3 separate regions of the Mus musculus genome follow, and all the other regions are linked to region 1. Evidence: chromatin contacts called from public ChIA-PET and HiChIP or PLAC-seq data. All regions are on one chromosome and are shown on one strand. The core of a region is the stretch at or near the end of the contact, and the rest is flanking DNA. Distances in the headings are between cores, read along the strand shown.

Evidence for each region. ChIA-PET counts read pairs in DNA pulled down with a chosen protein or histone mark. HiChIP or PLAC-seq counts read pairs in DNA pulled down with a chosen protein or histone mark.
Region 2: a contact with region 1 is called in a BATF HiChIP or PLAC-seq map of CD8 T cells, with 31 read pairs. The contact joins the promoter of 4930519D14Rik here to the enhancer-like site in region 1. A contact is called at or near these places in 2 of 484 Hi-C or Micro-C datasets (the HPC-7 cell line and bone marrow-derived macrophages) and 6 of 115 datasets of contacts at active chromatin or transcription factors (the 230-238 cell line, CD8 T cells, bone marrow-derived macrophages and 3 more).
Region 3: a contact with region 1 is called in an RNA polymerase II ChIA-PET map of effector CD8 T cells, with 87 read pairs. The contact joins the promoter of Exoc2 here to the enhancer-like site in region 1. A contact is called at or near these places in 7 of 484 Hi-C or Micro-C datasets (CD4 T cells, CD8 T cells, the HPC-7 cell line and 4 more), 2 of 115 datasets of contacts at active chromatin or transcription factors (the 230-238 cell line and effector CD8 T cells) and 2 of 9 other capture datasets (liver and pancreatic islet).

Annotation. Positions count from the first base shown.
Region 1 is chr13:30,833,255-30,835,865 of GRCm38.p6, forward strand. All of the region lies in intron 23 of Exoc2 (exocyst complex component 2), which reads right to left. Among named protein-coding and RNA genes, the nearest start is that of Irf4, 85 kb to the left of the region's middle. Within about 2 kb of position 1,302, at least 87 of the 459 cell types and tissues checked have an H3K27ac peak or open chromatin away from gene starts, as enhancers often do. A contact at or near this core is called in the 230-238 cell line, CD8 T cells, the HPC-7 cell line and 7 more, where this site is marked.
Region 2 is chr13:30,613,752-30,616,362 of GRCm38.p6, forward strand. It overlaps 4930519D14Rik (RIKEN cDNA 4930519D14 gene), which reads left to right and starts at 1,292. Exons shown (of 4, transcript NR_045975.1): 1 at 1,292-1,322; 2 at 2,011-2,205. It overlaps Gm35109 (a long non-coding RNA gene), which reads right to left and starts at 1,124. Exons shown (of 4, transcript XR_001780836.2): 1 at 813-1,124; 2 at 591-687.
Region 3 is chr13:30,972,744-30,975,354 of GRCm38.p6, forward strand. Exoc2 (exocyst complex component 2) reads right to left here and starts at 1,304. Exons shown (of 28, transcript NM_025588.2): 1 at 1,253-1,304.

The sequences.
Region 1 (2,611 bases), core at 52-2,551:
TTGGAGGGTTTTCAGTCTTGGTAGATTCTGCCAAGCTGTCATTCAAAAGGCCACAGGAAACAGAGGTCTTGCTTCTCCATGCATTTTAACCATGGGTTGCCTGGTGCTACAACATGTCCCAACTCAACAGTTCATTGAAAACTTTTAAACAGCAATTTGACAAAACTTTTCATTGAAAAAAAAATCAAGTAGCATTTTAAGCAAAATGTAAAGGTGGACGAAGCCAAGCCTTTCACTCCTCTGCCTGTCTGGAGTCTCAAAAGGAGTTACAGAAAGCATGCCGTACCATGTGAAGCCATACCAAGAATGCAGACCTTCCTTCCCGTGAACCACTTCCTGGCACAACAGACATTGCTTCTCTATGGACAAACTCAAAGTTCTCTGCTAGTGTTGTTTTGAAACCCGGCACTCCCCGGTAGGTAATACTTCAAGAAATTGGAAAGTCTGGAGACAACCTACTTCGTACACCACATTTCCTGTTTTTAACCCCTGTGCCCTAAATCAGTTAGCACTCCTAGTCTACTGACAAAAATAGATCGAAAAATACTATAAATATCCCACAATGTACTTTTTAAAATTGTCAAACTGAAACATTACATGAAAGAAGCCTGGGCTGTTTTTTTTTTTTTTTTTTCTTTTTAAGTAAACTATCTATTCAACTATACTCTAAAGACACATACTGCCTGTTTTTTTTTTTTTTTTTTAAAGATAGTCAGAAACTTTATCAGTATTGGCATAACAGACAAAGAAGCCTAAATATCACATAATACAATTAGCTTTTGTTGTAATGGAGAAAGCAAATTTCTGTTGGAAGTACAGGTCTCCCTGTTTTGGTGTACATTCCCATACTGACTTGTATCCTCAGGGGCAAGGTGGCCCTACTGTGAGTGTGTGAATAATAACTTCTGCCTCTATAGTGCTGTTTTCTATACCAGGACTTTTCCTGTATCAAAATGTGGTCCTACTGATCACTATGGTGGATTTCATAGGAAAACTCTACTCTTTAGAAAACAAAGTATTACCAGCAATGAAAATACTAATGAGTTCATGGTTTACTTTTATATACATATAAATAAAATTCAGTGGAACTTAGTATCAATAAACTGCCTTATTATTAAAAGCTGTTTAGAAAAACAGCTTTCAAGACTTAGAAATAGGCAAGGGGGACGCAAGTCCCCAGCCTCTCCTCAGCAGTTTACGTGATGTGTTACAGGAACCATGGATCACATCAACAGCGCATGTCACAGAACAGTCTGCAGCATTAGCGCACGAGTCAGCCAGTTCCTCATAACCCTGACATCCTGAACTTCAGCCTTCAAAGGAGACAGAATTAACACGAACTGACACATTAAAACTACTCTGTCTCAACTAACTACACACACACACAACATTAACACACCAACACACACACACACTCACACACACCCCTCTCTCATCCCCTCATCAAGCCTTTCATTAGAAAGCAGTCTTAACTGGAAAAGTGAAAGTAACAACAAAAAAGATTCACTCTCTCCATGCAAATGAGAGTTTTTATTCACACTGTAAACTACCACTCTGAACATAATATTGCATAAATAGGAACTGTTCAATTTTCAAAATCTCAAGGAGGCCAGTTTAAAGAAAATATTATTTCAGTAAGATTGTAAGATTGAAACCTGACGCTTGGGCTGGAAGCACTGCTGGGTAGCAGGCTACTGAGCTGTGGACTCTGGAAAACACGTCAGCTGTGAGGAGCATGCCCATGTGAGGAGCATGCCCATGTGAGGAGCATGCCCATGTGAGGAGCATGCCCATGTGAGGAGCCCGCCCATGTGAGGAGCCCGCCCATGTGAGGAGCCCGCCCATGTGAGGAGCCCACCCATGTGAGGAGCCCACCCATGTGAGGAGCCCGCCCATGTGAGGAGCCCGCCCATGGCCTGGCACCCGTGTGCAGAAGGTGCAGAGCTGCTCTCGGGCTTATGAGAGCAGTGAGCTGTAGTGAGGTGCCCCAGCACTGGAACCAACTGTGGGGCAGAGAAAGAACTGGGTGTGAGCCTCATCCTCAACATCCAGCTCCATAGACTAATCTTTCATATGAAGGAGTGGCCCACTGTTGTAACTTTAGTCATTAAATCAAAGGATCAATCTAGATATTAAAAAGTTTGGTCATGTGAAAACTAGAAGTCAACAGTTGTGAATTAGTCAAGCCCCATTTCCACAGTAAGAATCCAGGTACAAGTGTCTGTCTCTAGAGTCCTATGTTTTTGCACAAGCCACTAATCTGCTGAGAGTATTAAAGACACAAAGTGCTGCTTCTGCACTGGTGGATCCAATGGCAGAAGACAGAGGTTACGTAGAAAGGGCAGGGTGGTGGATCTGAGTGAGCCTCTGGCTCCCCAGGGGCTGTCTACCTGCCTGAGCCTTTATTTGTAGAGCTTCGATAACAGCTTTCGGAGATGGTTCTGAGGACAAGACACACAATCCAAGGGGAGCAAGAGGATAGAGGAGGGCTCAGCTCCTCATTTCATACACGGGATTCTGTTTCTGACTCTTTACGATGCAATCTTCCTTCACACATGTGGATTCAAGTGGCTATTTCACTCCAGCCCCTGAGCTGCTCTTTGTCCTCACA
Region 2 (2,611 bases), core at 42-2,541, 220 kb before region 1:
CCCTCGCCCCTTCTGTTTCTGTGACACTGGATCCTATACCATGGATGGTGCCTGGATAGAAGCAGAAATGTGGAGAGCATTCTCGGATCAGCTTGGGAGCTGGAGCTGCGTTTTTCTGACACACGGACACTTGGGAACACATTCTTCCGAGTTTCCCACTGTCAGTAAGTTGTCTTCCATTCCTTAGCCAGGGACTCATATCTTTCTTCAAAAGTGCCTCCCCCTTCCTTTCTGTGTGGCCTACCCATGTCCACAGTGAACCCAGATAGGCCCAAAAGCAACAGTTCTCACCTTAGAAACCTGGGATGAGTGAGCACCAAGATCTTCCCTTTCATAAACAAAAGTTAAAAGGAAGGAAGAAGAGTTTGGACACTTTCCTAGAACGAGTTGCTTTCCCTCCGAGTGCTCTCTCTCTTCTCTCTCAGTGTCTCTCTCACTCTCACCCCCTCCCCTCAGTAGTTGTTTCCATTTATGCCTCTTTCTCTTTCTGTCTCTCTCAGGCATGTTCTTTCTCTGTCTCTCTCTCTGTCTCTTGGTTTCTCAGTTTTTTTTTTTCCTTCCTGACATCAAAGGGCAGAAAAGAAACTTACCTTGTTTAAACTGACCAGGACCAGGACAGGGTGCCCACCCACACAGAGACAAGTGTGAAGAAGTATGGTTAGTCACTTTACAAAAAGAAACTTCTCACTGGGGAGAACAGAGAGCGAGAGGTCAAATTATTTATACATTTCATATGATAAGAGATGATCAGAGTCTATTAAGCCAGGTGGACAACCAAGGCATTGAAAGGATAACCACAAGCACAACCTCACCAAGCCAGATCTTTGCCCTGTTGGTGCATCTATACCAGGTCCTGGGAATCTGGGTTTCTGAGGAAACTGAAGGATTTTCTGGAAAGAACTGTCATAGGCATATGGAAGCTTGGTTTCTGCCTTGGAAGCCATGTGGACAGAAAGTGCAATGGTCTGGCTTTTCTGAGTCTGGAGCAGGCTTCTCTTTGAGTGTTTTTTTCTCCCTATGGCATAGACACGCCCTCTCAGGTCTGCCTTCTCACCCTCCCCTCATTTCAAGCATGTGCTCATATCCAAGAGCCAAGTTCATTTGAGACCTACTGGCTCTGAGGGGTCACAAGAAGCCTGTTGACTGCTGGTGCCATGGCAACCACTCTCACAGAGTCCAAGGCAACGGAGGCCTGCCTTCCCAGATATACCACTTCTATGTTTTTCTTTTTTGGTAATTTCCTTTGACCCTGAGTTAACTCATCCCCATTCCCATTATCGTTGGACTACAGGTCACCCAGGCTTCAGGCATAACTGTTAAAGGTAGGAAATCGTATGCCTCTGTGGCACTTCGGTGCTTCTAGAAGCTTCTAGAGGGTTATCGGCTTATGTGGCCTTTGCATTACTTTTAAGCTTCTAGCTTCAAAGTTTCACCCTCTTGGGTAACAGTTTCTTCTGATATTGAAACATTCCATCATTCAGGGAGCCTTTTTAAACAGGGAGGTAAGCAACTCAAAAATAGCTTCAGCCCTGAAACTGACCAGATTCACTAGTCTGTGTCAGCATAATAAAAAGCTGAGAGTAACTCTCAGACAGGACAAGCTGCAGAGAAGACTCTGAGACCAGACCAGTTGTCTGGAAGAGATTCAAGTCCAGAGCTACAACCCAACTTACTGAGCTCCCTGCAGACAGGGTGTGCTGTGTGATCCAGGTTCCCAGGGTTATCTATGCTACTGTGGGATTTGGTGATGCAGTTTGTATTTGTGTTTTTTTTTCTGCTCCTGTAATTAACTCCTTCAACCTTATTTCTGTGAATAACCCCCAACAAAACTCACTGGTTCACCAAGTTGGACTTGGTTGGTATTTGTTTTTGGTTTGTCATGAGTTTCCTCTCTGGGGTGAGCAGACTTGTGTGTTGCATCTCCTTGGGACAACTTTTGTCGTACAATACAGCCCTGAACTGGAGGTTTATCATAGAACAAAATACAAATACTCTTTCTTTTGTCCACAGAGCTTGATAAACACCTACCGTGGTTACCACTGCAAACATGCTGCCGAGTATTGATGTTCCCATCCATATTCCATCCTTGTTTCTAACAGGAGGACTTCAGATGGCACACTGCACACTGTCCTTGTGATGGGTGATTCGATGGTTTACCAACTTGTATCCAACATTACTTCGTGAAAGAACAGTTCTAACAATTTTGTAAGATTACCTTATAATTCCTAATTCCTTCCCTACATATGTATAACTCTTGGAATTTTTACTGAATTGATTATAATAGCCATTTTTCCTTTTTTTTTTAAAGTGTCTAGTCACGGCATTTATTCACATATTTTAAAATTAAGAATTATTTCATTTATTTTTATAGGACCTGTGATTATGTTTTTTTATTTTTATTTTATTATTTTTTTAGATTTATTTTTTTCACTTTTTATTGGGTATTTATTTCATTTACATTTCCAATGCTATCCCAAAAGTCCCCCACATGCTTCCCCACCCACTCCCCTACCTACCCACTCCTACTTCTTGGCCCTGGCGTTCCCCTGTACTGAGGCATATAAAGTTTGCACAACCAATGGGCCTCTCTTTCCACTGATGGCCAACTAGG
Region 3 (2,611 bases), core at 54-2,553, 140 kb after region 1:
TAATCACCAAGTGATTGGGTCTTTAAATCGTGTTGTGTCCGAATTTTAATCTGAAAAACTGGTTTTTACGTTGCTGATTTGAAGTTCTAAAAGATCACCAATGGATTCGGCTTGGGAGTAAGGACAAATTTGCAACAATCTCCAAAATGTTTCTAACTGTCCTTCTACCACTGTGTACTATGTATTTGTATGTAGAACTGCTCTTCCTACCGATGATTAGAAAATTAAAATAATCAATCAGCTCTGGAAAGCCCTGAAGATGCTCAGTGTCCCGTAGTTACAAATATTAAACCAAGACTTAACTATGTATGTGAAAAGAACCGAGTTATCCAACTCTATGCTTTCATCTTTAATAAATGGTAAGTTTGATGTATACAAAAATTGTCCTAAAATAAAAAGCTTTGTGATTTACAGATAGTGAATACATAGATTGTCTACCTATTTTATAAACTTACATATAAAACCATGGAAATTCTTTATAAATTTTTGGTGGCAAAAGTTGAAGAAGCCCCATACTAGAATACAGCCTTTACAAATGTTTTGAATGTAATCTTCAAGGTATCACCTTTTGGAAGGTAATAGTTCAAAATGTCTGGTACAGTAAATTAAATAATTGAAAAAGAAAAAAAAAGGACTACTTTCTAATAACTCCAAAAATTGTTTCCAACAAACAGAGGTTCCCCTGCTTAAAAATACTGTCTACTGTGTCAAACAAAAGAGAACATGTAAGAGGCAAGCACACATCAGCGTCTTTCTGTCACCTTTCGAATCACAAATTGTTCACACTTAGATCATTCTTGTTTTGACTTTCAGTTCCTTGCCATTGGGGGAATCTGTTACCAAGCCTGGGCCATCACAAGCTAAGCTTTATAAACAAAGTTAGTAGAGAGATAACCAGTTGCCATTAGTGTTTTTAGTGTAAGGCATTCAAATGGCCGAATGGAGGTGTGGCTGAACCCGCACTTGCTGCTCCCAGAGTAGTAAAGGAAACCATTCAAGCTTCCCGTCCACGTTAGCGCGGGGGACTTAAACAGATTCCAAGCAGACCCTGCACACCAGCCGCTCCTCCGGGTCCAGCCCGGCGGCCTGCGCGGAGGCGGGTGGGGAAGGCTCGGCCCGCGGCTCCCACACTCAGCCCCGCGCCCCGGGTCCCTCACCGCGCCTCCCCAGGTCGCCCAGCCCCGACGGTCCCGTGCCACCGCGGAATTCCACTCCGGACCCGGGGCGTCCTCACCCAGGACGCGACACTCACCTGCAGCTTGCAGGCGGTGTCAGGTCCCAGCCAACCGGTTCCAGGCCGCCGCAGCCAGCACTAGGGCCGCACTTCCGCACGCCGCGAGCGCCGAGCGCGTCGATCCGCCGCCTAGCCGAGCACCGAGTGCTGGATGGACCGCCTCTTCCCAGAGGGGAAGGAATAGAAGGAGGACCAGACTATGGAGAAGGGAAGTTAGAGGATATCGACGGCATGGAAGTGGACAGAGAGGGAAGAAAGGGAAAGTGGGGAGGGAGGAGGAGAGAAGGGTGGAGAGGTGGAAAGGAGAAGAGGAATTGATGGGAAAGGGAGAAAAGAAGGAGGGAAGCAGAAAGGAGGAGAGGGAGAAAGTGGAAGGGTGGAATTCGGGGAGGAAAAAGAGGGGAGGGGTAAAGAGGATACAGTCGGTTAGAGTCACAGTAGATGTTGCCCAAGAGTCCACAGCGGTCAGGGATCAGCACCAGGTCAAGAGGCAAACCTCAGTCAAAGGACTGCATCTAGCCAGGAGTGCCCGCCTTATTAAGATTTCTCACAGGTCAGAGCTTTGGGGTCCCAAGGGTCTGAGTGGCAAATTGATTTGCAAACTCACAAGACCCCCATATTATAGAAACGACTGCTATCTACAGCCCATAAGCCCTAAGGTTTGAAGGTACCCTCCTGTGGACTCTGGAGATGGCCAGCTGAACTGAAGCAGACATATCCCTGTGGCTTCCTCTGTAGCAGGAACGAAGGACAGTGATCTTCAGCAGAGGATAATGGCAGAAGCATAGGGTCTACCTGTGGTTGTGTTGCCATGACTGTGGAGAGAAGTAGCTACGGGGTGCCCATTATCTAAGACCAATAACAGCCTAACCTTTCTAATGCTGAGACCCTTTAATACAGTTCCCCATATCGTGGTGACCCCCAACCATAAAATTATTATGTTGCTACTTCATAGCTGTAATTTTACTACTGTTATGAAGGCAATGTAAATATCTGTTTTCCGATGGTCTTAAACAACCCCTGCGTGAAGATCATTCCCCCAGGGGGGTTAAGAGCCACTGGCCTAAGCTATTTTTTTTTCAGATATCTTTCTGTGAAGCATACCTTATGCTTCATTCAGTACATACACTGAAGAGGGTGTCGTACAGGCACTATGAATTAAGAGATATTGTATGGCTTCATTTTTCTCTCCTATTTGTGAGAAGATACGTCAAAGTGTTTCCAGACCATCCATTTTGAAGATCAAGGGAACACTCTTTATTCGTGAGCAAGAGACTTGGCAGCAGAGGTCCTAAGGAAATACTGTAAGAAATCTCTGGCAGTCACGGAGCCTTTCACTGTGAAACAAAACCCTTCAGGTCTCAGTGACATGCCATT